Linked DNA regions of Sus scrofa: region 2 is linked to region 1. A link is a contact called in public HiChIP or PLAC-seq data. All regions are on one chromosome and are shown on one strand. Each heading gives the region's core, a stretch centred on a gene start, on an enhancer-like site or on the middle of the called end of the contact. The rest is flanking DNA. Distances are from core to core; before and after follow the strand shown.

What was found. HiChIP or PLAC-seq counts read pairs in DNA pulled down with a chosen protein or histone mark.
Region 2: a contact with region 1 is called in an H3K27ac HiChIP or PLAC-seq map of alveolar macrophages. The contact joins two enhancer-like sites. A contact is called at or near these places in 1 of 5 promoter capture datasets (fetal liver), 25 of 47 Hi-C or Micro-C datasets (alveolar macrophages, blood, embryonic fibroblasts and 12 more) and 2 of 2 datasets of contacts at active chromatin or transcription factors (alveolar macrophages and skeletal muscle).

The regions. Positions count from the first base shown.
Region 1 is chr7:100,064,777-100,069,351 of Sscrofa11.1, reverse strand. No RefSeq gene overlaps it. Among named protein-coding and RNA genes, the nearest start is that of IRF2BPL, 57 kb to the left of the region's middle. Within about 2 kb of position 1,986, at least 54 of the 83 cell types and tissues checked have an H3K27ac peak or open chromatin away from gene starts, as enhancers often do. A contact at or near this core is called in alveolar macrophages, embryonic fibroblasts, fetal liver and 2 more, where this site is marked.
Region 2 is chr7:100,141,171-100,145,745 of Sscrofa11.1, reverse strand. No RefSeq gene overlaps it. Among named protein-coding and RNA genes, the nearest start is that of MIR9860, 17 kb to the right of the region's middle. Within about 2 kb of position 2,480, at least 14 of the 83 cell types and tissues checked have an H3K27ac peak or open chromatin away from gene starts, as enhancers often do. A contact at or near this core is called in alveolar macrophages, embryonic fibroblasts, fetal liver and 2 more, where this site is marked.

The sequences.
Region 1 (4,575 bases), core at 737-3,236:
ACCCAGAAGGGCCCCATGGGATCTTTCTGATCCCTGAGCCCCCACTCCATCTCTTTGAGCTGGTGCTGCGGCCCCAGCCTGGCCCGTGCTGCTTTGGTAGGGAAAATAGAAAGTGAAAGTGGCCTGGTGGAGGAGGCGCCCCCGGGAGCACACAGCCTGCCAGCTGCCAGCAGAGGGACCCCAGTAAGGCAGGGCAGCTCTTCGCCCCAGGCCCCCTGCCCTGGGCTGCACGCACAGCGATCAGCCTGCCTGAGCAGGGGGCTCCTTCCTGCTGCAGCCCCGGGTGAGCAGAGCCAGTGGGATGACTGCGCAGTGAGAGGGTGCCCTGAGGCCACTGTTCCCCAGTCTTGTGTCCTGACTCAACCTCTCCCTGGGTGAGCGGAGGGGAGGGAGGGCCTGGGAGCTGGGGCTGTCCCATGGGATGGGTCAGAAGCTGGGAGTGACACGCCCTCTGTGGGCCTCCAAGGGCGCCACTGGGAGGTCCAAGGTGTGAGCGCAAGCAGAGGAAAGTGAGGAGCAAGACAATAGCAGCCCCCGATTTCCAGCCAATCACTGGCCAGGCCCCTTGCCAGGCGCCTCGAAATCACAACCCGCAAAGGGACAAGTGCCACTGGCCCAACCTCATATTCATCCATTTATTTAAAAAAATGTACACACACATACACACATACAGACATATATATTTTGTCTTTTTGTCTTTTCTAGAGCTGCACCCATGGCATATGGAGGTTCCCAGGCTAGGGGTCTAATCGGAGCTGTAGCCGCTGGCACACACAACAGCAGAGCCACAGCAACATGGGATCCGAGCTGCGTCTGCGACCCACACCACAGCTCATGGCAACGCCAGATCCTTAAGCCACTGAGCGAGGCCAGGGGTTGAACCCGCAACTTCATGGTTCCTCGTCGGATTCGTTAACAACGGAGCCACAACAGGAACTCCCAAAAATATGTTTTGAGTGCCCTCTGTGCACCAGTCTTCTAGACACGGGACACAGCCACAGGAGATTTTTTTTAAAATCCCTTCCTTCATGGAGCTTACATTCTAGTGGAGGGAAGACAGCAATGACCAAAGGAAATAACCGAAAGAGTCCGTAAGATGCTGATATATGCTGGAAAGCAATAAAGCGGGGGCGAGGGAGGGGTGCCAGGGTGGGAGCAGGTTTGTAATTTTAAGTGGGGAGGGTGGGGAAGGCCTTGCTGAGAAGGTGACGCAGATTCTTTTTCCTTTTTTTTTTTTTTTTTTGGTCTATTTAGGGCTGCACCCAAGCACATGGAGGTTCCAGGCTAGGAGTTGAATTGGAGCTGTCGCCACTGGCCACCACCACAACCACGGCAACGCTAGATGCGAGCCGCGTCTTCCACCTACATCATAGCTCACGGCAACGCCGGATCCTTAATCCACCGAGTGAGGCCAGGAGGTCAAACCTTGGTCCTCATGGATACTGGTCAGGTTCGTTTCTGCTGAGCCGTGACAGGAACTCTGGTGACGCTGATTCTGATTCAGTAAGTCTTTTTAATTCACATAAAAGTCAAGGATGCAGATATGATTATTATCATCCCTATGAAGAACAAGGAAATCAAACCCAAGGACAAGTCCAAGGTCAAATGTCTGGGAAGGAGAAGAACTAAAATTTGAGCTCTGGCTCTGTCTGTGTCTGTAAAACCATCACATGCTACTGGGCAGCAGACAAAGAGAGGACAGAATGGAAGAGAAAAGGGAAATAAAGGCCGAATGGGGGCCTTGCAAGGGTGGCCATCTGTTTTCCAAACTGAAAATTAGGACACAATCTGAAAAGATTTTCCTGCTGCTCGTAATGAGAGTGGCTGTCTGGGAGATGTGGTTTGGATGCTGGCCTGAAGGGTGGGATTTCTGAGACATTCCAGTGGCTTGTGGGGCTCACGAGGCAGTCCAGGGGTAGGGCATTGCCATGGCAACCCCAGCCTGCCTCCGGGCCAAGAGCCTGGTGCAGGGCCACATGGCAGAGAAGCTGCTGGGCATGGACCCGAGCCTCTGTGGGCCAAGGGGCAGCCAATGCCAAGGAGGCAGTGGAAAAGGGAGAGAGGTAAAGCCTGCAGCCCACGTTCTGGACCAATGTGTGTGGGGGCGGGTGCTGGCAGATACCAGGAAGCCCCTGGGGCAGGAGTCTGAGAGGCCTGTGGGGCAAGAACCAGGCTTTCCAGTTAGTCAGGTCTGGGTTTGAATCTTGCAGCTCTCTGGCCCTCGTCAAGTCACACAATTCCGTCCGATGTGCTTGTGTCTCCGACTGTGAAATGGGGAAAAGCATTCGCCTCGGAGACGGTTGCAAAGATGATCCCATTTTGAGATAACACGTGAATTGCACACAGCAGACGGCAGACTTCATACATGATTCCTGCTCTTTCCCTCCGCCCAGTGCGTTGTTGGGGGCATGCCAAGGTGGTGAGCTGGTGGAACGGGAAGAATGGTGGGGCTTGGGAAACGGATGACCCAGTCAACCAGGGCAGTGGCAGGTTCCCAGCCAAGCCCTGCACGTGGGCTGGGGCTTAGTCAGCAACAAAGGAACAATGCCTTTCCCCAACAGCCCTGCCCACAGCCCAAGCCCTTCCCCCAGCTCCCCCCAGTAGGCTACTGCCCTGGTGGAACTGCATTTCCACCCCCTCCCCCTTGCGCTCGCCTGCTGGGGGCTCCAGGATCCACAGCGCCCTCTGCTGGGGTGGGCAGCAAGGTGCTCCCAAGGTGGAACAGGGGCATGCCCACTGCTCCTGCTGCGGACACTCTCCTTTCTGCCCCGCTGCCTGGCCCCACTACTTCTTCTGAAGATTGTGCCTAAAGAAGAGAAAGAACAAGAAGGAACTTCAAGGCTTTTGCATCCCCCCATTTCCAGGGGCTGAGCTGCACTCCTCTGGCCATGGCCATGGCAGCGTCAAGGACCTGCTGGAATCCAGCCCGGCTTTTACCAAAAATTTATTGTGTGACCTTGAGCCCCCTCTCTGGATCGCCTTTCTTTCATTTGTAAAGTGAGAGGTTTTAAACTAGATCATGTCTAAGGTCTAGTGACGTCTAAATGATAGCATTCATGGATTTGTCATCTGTTTGTTCATTCATTTGTAGCGCTTATCACATCCCCACATGGTATCTTTTCTGTTTGTTTGCTTCTTGTCTGTCTTGCTCCATGCCAGCTCTATGAGGGAAAGGGTTTTTGGTTGCTTTGTTCCCTGATGTATTCCTGCCACCTACAAGAAGGTATGATAGAGAGAAGGAGCTCATGTTTGACCCTGTCATGGCAGGAAACAGACAACTGCAGGGTGGAACAGCATGATGGGGGCAGCTCCACAAGAGCACAATTTCTAAGTGGTGGACAAGGTAAGAACTGAAAAGCATCCCAGGGCTCAAGACAGGGTGGTGGTGGGGGCGCCAAGAGAGTGTATCGGAGGTGAGCTGTAGGAGGGGGTAATGGGATAGGAGCTGAGGCCGTTGGTAAAGGAAAGCCACTGCCAACCCATGGTCCAGCAGAGAACTGAGGGGGAATAAAGACCCCCACCCGCTTCTAACCTCTGGCTGCAGGGTCCATTGGCTAAATCCAAGCAGAAGCCAGAGAGCAAGAGAGCTCCCTGATGGTCCTTAGCGGTCAGGCTCCGGGGCACAGAGTGGGTGGGAAAGGGTGGACTTGTATATGGGCCAGACAACAGAGGACATTCAGCGCACGCGCAATCAGCATGCACTGAGCACTTGCTCAGGGTCAGAGTTTGTATGTTAGAGACAAAAATGTGACATGAATGTCGGCAGAGCAAGGGCTCTGCCCTGCAGGCCGCACAAACTTGCCTTGACTGGGTCTGGAAGAGCCCTCTTGTCCCCACCCACCCCCGCTTCCCTCTGCCCAAGGGTCTCCCATCTCTATCTGATTTGGGGGCAGCCAGCAGATGAATCACTCTGATTTGCAAAATTACACTGACAAATGGAAATGAGGAAGAGCTGTCAGAGGGAGGCTGAGGGCTGAGAGGAGGGGTGGAGAGGAGGTGGGGGGTTGGGGGTCCGGGTGACACAAACTGGCGGCAGAGCCACGAATCAGCCCTCAGGCAGGTGACCTTGAAGTTGTGGTTCAGGCTCCAGAGTTTGAAGTGTTTAAATCCCATTCCATCAGTCACTTACTGTGTGATCTGGGGCCCCTGTTCTGTTTCATCATCTAGAAAAACAAGGGGTGGGGGGGAAATAGGGCCTCGGAACTTGGGGGAGATTCAACAAGAATCTGTGCACAGGGCCTAGCCCAGTGTCTGGGCACAGAGCGAACACTATTATTATATTAGAGACAAGGGCCACCCCCCACCCCCCACTATTTCTTTTCTCGCTGGCGAGGGATCTCCACCCCGTCTCCAGCTCCATTTAGTTCTGAATGTTTTAGGTCATTCTATGCCTGGCGTTCCGCCAAGCCTCTGACAAAGACAGGAATTTCTGCTCATTCATCCTAATGCAAGTTCCTGCGTTTATGATAATAGGGGGGAAAATGCATGAAAGGGCTCGCTGCCTGTGGAGGGGAAATCTGCTTAGAATTGAAAATCGGAGTCCTTCGTTGGCCCAGCTCTCCCCCCTCCCCGCCC
Region 2 (4,575 bases), core at 1,231-3,730, 76 kb before region 1:
TGCGTCTCCCTACCTTAGGGACTAATAACAAAATAGGCAAGGGAAATATTTACAGAAATCAAAATGGATGATTTCTGGAGTTCTTATCATGGCTGAGTAGTAACAAACCCAACTAATATCCATGAGGATGTGGGTTCAATCCCCGGCCTTGCTCAGCCGGTTAAGGATCCAACATTGCCGTGAGCTGTGGTGTCGTTTGCACACTCAGCTTGGATCCTGTGTTGCTGTGGCTGTGGTGTAGGCCAGCGGCTGCAGCTCCAATTCGACTCCTAGCCTGGGAACCTCCATATGCAGCAGGTGTGGCCCTAAGAAAAACCTTCAGTGGCTCCCATCTCACTCAGCATAGACATCAGTGTACTCCCAATGGCCCTCTCTGACCAGGAACGTTCCAGTGCCGTGTCCTCTGCCTGGAATCCTCTTTTACTAAATAGCTGCCTGGTCCGTGATCCTTTAGCTCTTTACTTAAATGTCATCTTTTCAATAAGGCCTTCCCTGACCACTCCATTTATAATTTCCCCCTAGTCCTGGGGTGCCCAACCCCCTCTTCTGCTTTGGTTTTCTCCATAGCACATTACCACTAAATGTTATGTCTGTGCCACTTGCTTATTTGTTTTTCTATCTTTTGCCCCCAACTCCACACACACACACACACACACACACACACGAATGTAAGCTCTGTGTGGGATTTGTGTCTCTTTTATTTACTGCTATTGCTTCCATACTTGGCAATAGCTCAATTAAACCTTGCTACATGAATGAGTGTGAAGCACACATACACGCAGACTGTGAGATGATACTATAGAATCCTCAAAAAATAAACCAGACCCAACTCGGGTAGTTTCGATAGGGGTGTTAAAACATTCCTGTGGCATCGATCAGTTTCCAACCCTCACCCTTGCTTTATGTGTGTGTGTATATGTGTGTGGGGGGGTGTGCATGTGTGTATATCCATGCACATCTACAGTAAAGGCCGTGGGGAGTGGAAATTTATTGAGGTGTTAGTGATGTTGGATGTTAATAAAAATTCATTGAGAATCTGGGGAGCCTGGCATGCCCCAGGAGGGTGACACGGTCCCTTCCGAATAAAGCAGAGCCACAGCCCAGGTTCAGAGGGATGAGGTTTCCCTTGAGAAGACACAGCTGTTGGTGGTGACTTCCAACTCCCCCCAGATGACAGAGGCCTTGGGATCCAGACCCGGGGTCTCTACCTTCTGGAATGGGGGGAAGGAGTAGAGGAGCCTGACATGTTACAGATGAGGAAACTGAAGCTCAGAGGCATTATATGGCCTATCCAAGGTCACCGCACACACTCCAAGTCCCAGATGCAAGGAACTTTGCTCACTGCTGAATCCGACACAGGCGGTTGGTTCTGGGGTGGTCTCTGAGCTTGAACTGATGCCTGGTTGACTCTAAATCTAATTGGCTCCAAAAAGCTAGCTTACCTTTCCACTCATTTTGTCTGTCGCTCACTGTCAGTCCTCCCTCCAAAAACCTGGCGCATTGCCAGGTGGGTGACACCTTATGGGTACTCTGGAATACTGGGTTCCAACCACCAGGCAGCAGCGGGTCGTGCTAACAACCACCCCCTTCATCGCCTGAGCGGGCAGGCCTGCATCTTTGCTCACGGCCAGCAGGGGGCGCACACACATTGTTTCTAGTGGGCTTCTCACCAACTTCCCCAGTCCCCCTCCTGTAGTTGAGCGTGGGTTGCACATACAGGGGCACTACTCCAACCAGCCCATTTAATGTCAGGAGCCTTTACACTGTGTAGTTTTCCCTAACAGGCAGCCCCCTCGGCAACGAATAGGATCTAATATTTACTAAGTGGTTCCTATACCAGACACCAGGCCAGGCACTTGACAAGCATGATCTCATTTCACCATCTAAGATACTGAAATGATCACTTTTACAAATAAGAGTACCAAGTGTCTACTTTTACCTCATTTAAGAAGCTGGAAGGAGTTCCCCTCGTGGCTCAGCGGAAACGAATCTGACCAGCATCCATGAGGACGTAGGTTCGATTCCTGGCCTCACTCAGTGGGTTAAGGATCTGGTGTTGCCGTGAGCTGTGGTGTAGGTCGCAGACACTGTGGTGTAGGCTGGCAGCTGCAGCTCTGATTCAAGCCCTAGCCTGAGAACCTCCATATGCCACTGGTGCGGCCCTAAAAAAAGGGGGGGGGGAGGGAATACTGAGGTTTGGGGCTAAGTGGCATATCACCCCTACCCTCCAGACCTCCCCTTTCTGCTCCCAGGTGGTGGGCATGGGAGAGGGCACTGAATGAGGCCTGGGCCTCCAGAGAGGGCTGGGTTGGAAAGGACCCTTCCCAGAAGAGGAATAGTTCCTGCCCTAGTTCTGCCTCGGCTCCTGCCTCCTCCTTGTGTTTTGTCACTGTTCCCCAAAGCTCTGGGCGGGCCCCTTGAGCAGGCCTGCCAGCTCCATGCTGCTCTGATGGGGCACCCCAGGACACTTCCTCTTGGTATCAATTCCAGCCACCTGGCACACACCAGGGAGTGTCCTAGGTGGTGACGTTGGTAGTGGTGGTGGGTAAGGGAGAGCCAACCTCTTGGGAGGAGACAAGGGGTCAGGACATGTCACAGTGGGACCAGCTAGCCCACCCCATCTGCCATTTTACATGCAAGGAAGCAAACCCAGACGGGGGAGGCCTCTGACCCAAGGTCACCTCGCTTGTAGTGGCAGAGCCAGGGTGGGCAGATCTCTGAGCTGCCAGGCTTTCTTCAGGCATTAACTGATCATGTTCTCCAGGGCCTGGAATTGCCTCTTTCCCACACATCCCCTCCATGCTCCGTGTCAAACCCTGCCCGTCCTGACCTAGGATGCATCCAGTCTCCTGACCCTCTGTGGTGAAGGCTTCTCTCCCTGCAGTGGAATCATCGCTCTTTAACTGGCCCGGAGCCCATGCACTCTGTTCCAGGTTGACTTGCCTCTTCTTCCCAGCAGATCTTTGAGACAAGTGCCAAGGGGTAGGGCAGTACAATGGAGAGGGCACTGGGCCAGGCGCGCAGACACCTGAATTTGAACTTGGCAGAACCACTAACTTGCAGGGTGTCTCAGGAAGGTCACTCTACTTCCTCGGGCCTCCGTTTCCCCTCTGGTCTTGATCAGGGCTTCTCAGACTCTGTCTGTGGAGTTGGCCTCTGGCCGGAGTGGACCAGGCCCTGCACTGAACTCAATGGTAGCAATCTCGCTTTTTTTCTTTCTTAAATACATGGGTTTTTGTGAAGGGGAGTGGGAGAAGTTTCTGAGGCTGAGAGAAGTTTGAAAACCAGAGTTCCTATTGTGGCTCAGTGGGTTACAAGACTGACTAGCATCCATGAGGATGCAGGTTTGATCCCTGGCTTGCTCAGGGGGTTAAGGATCCGGCGTTGCTGTGAGCTGTGGTGTAGGTCACAGACTCGGCTGGTATCCGGTGTTGCTGTGGCTGTGGTGTAGGCTGGCGGCTGCAGCTCCTACTCGACCCTTAGCCTGGGAACTTCTAGATGCCACAGGTGTGGTCCTAAAAAAAAAAAGTTCAAAAATCATTTTGAGGTCCTTTCTACTCTTATTTTGCTGTTCTTTGTCTCTCTTTCATCCCTCAGCCGCTAGCAGGAATATAGCATCTTGCATAGAAAAATCTAAGGAAGTATTTGGTGGGTGGAATTGAAGGTCAGGGCTGGGAAGCTGGGCTGTGCTGAACCTGGCTGGGCAGGGGAGGGGCCAAGCAGGAAGCACAGGCCAGAAGACAGGTGGAGGGAAAGGGGCCTGGAACCAGCTTCCAAGGGGAAGAGAGCCTTTGCAAAGGGGGCTGAGCTTGCGTCTGCAGCTTCTGCTCCCCGCCTCCTCCAGGCTCCCCCTGCCCCCACTTGCCCCTCAAGCGAGCTTCCACCTCCCCCACAACCCTGCTGCAGGGGCCACAGTGTCCTTGCACAAACCCTGCTCCCTGCCCCGCTGCCAGGGCCGCCCACACAGCTGGGCGCACATGAGCCTGGAAGACACTGATGTGGCTGAGCTCTCCCGGAATGAGGTTCAGAAGGGCCATGGGGCTGGCGTGGAGGAAAACTCTGGCCTGGACAGCCAGCCAGGCGGCATGCCCGGCCCCAACCCCCGGAGGCAGACCTTCTGAGCTGCAGGGGTCTGTGGGGCCTCTCTGGGCACCGGCACTCTCTGAGGGGGCGGATGTTGTGTGCTTTTGTCAGTGGCAGGCCATGTTCTCCGTGGTGTGGGTATGTCAGTTCTGCTTCCAAATCTTTGTTGCTCCTGGAGCTACAAATTACACTCCAGCCTTCATCCTGGAGCAGTGCTTCCATGCCCCAGGGTAATGAGGGACCACCCCCGCTCACAATGAGAAAAGCCTGTGTCATGCAGTGTTTAACCAGGGTAAGAAGAGGCCTGAGAAGTGCAAAGGAAAGCCATTGTTACAGCCCCAAGAAGCTCCATCAGGATGCTTACTAACATAATGTTTAAATTTCACTGTCATTGTCATCTCTGTTGTCACTCCAGTACCCACCCACCTCTGCACAGCTCTAAACCTGACTTCGTTACCGTCTGCTGTGTCTTTAGGGTCATGCATTCGCCTC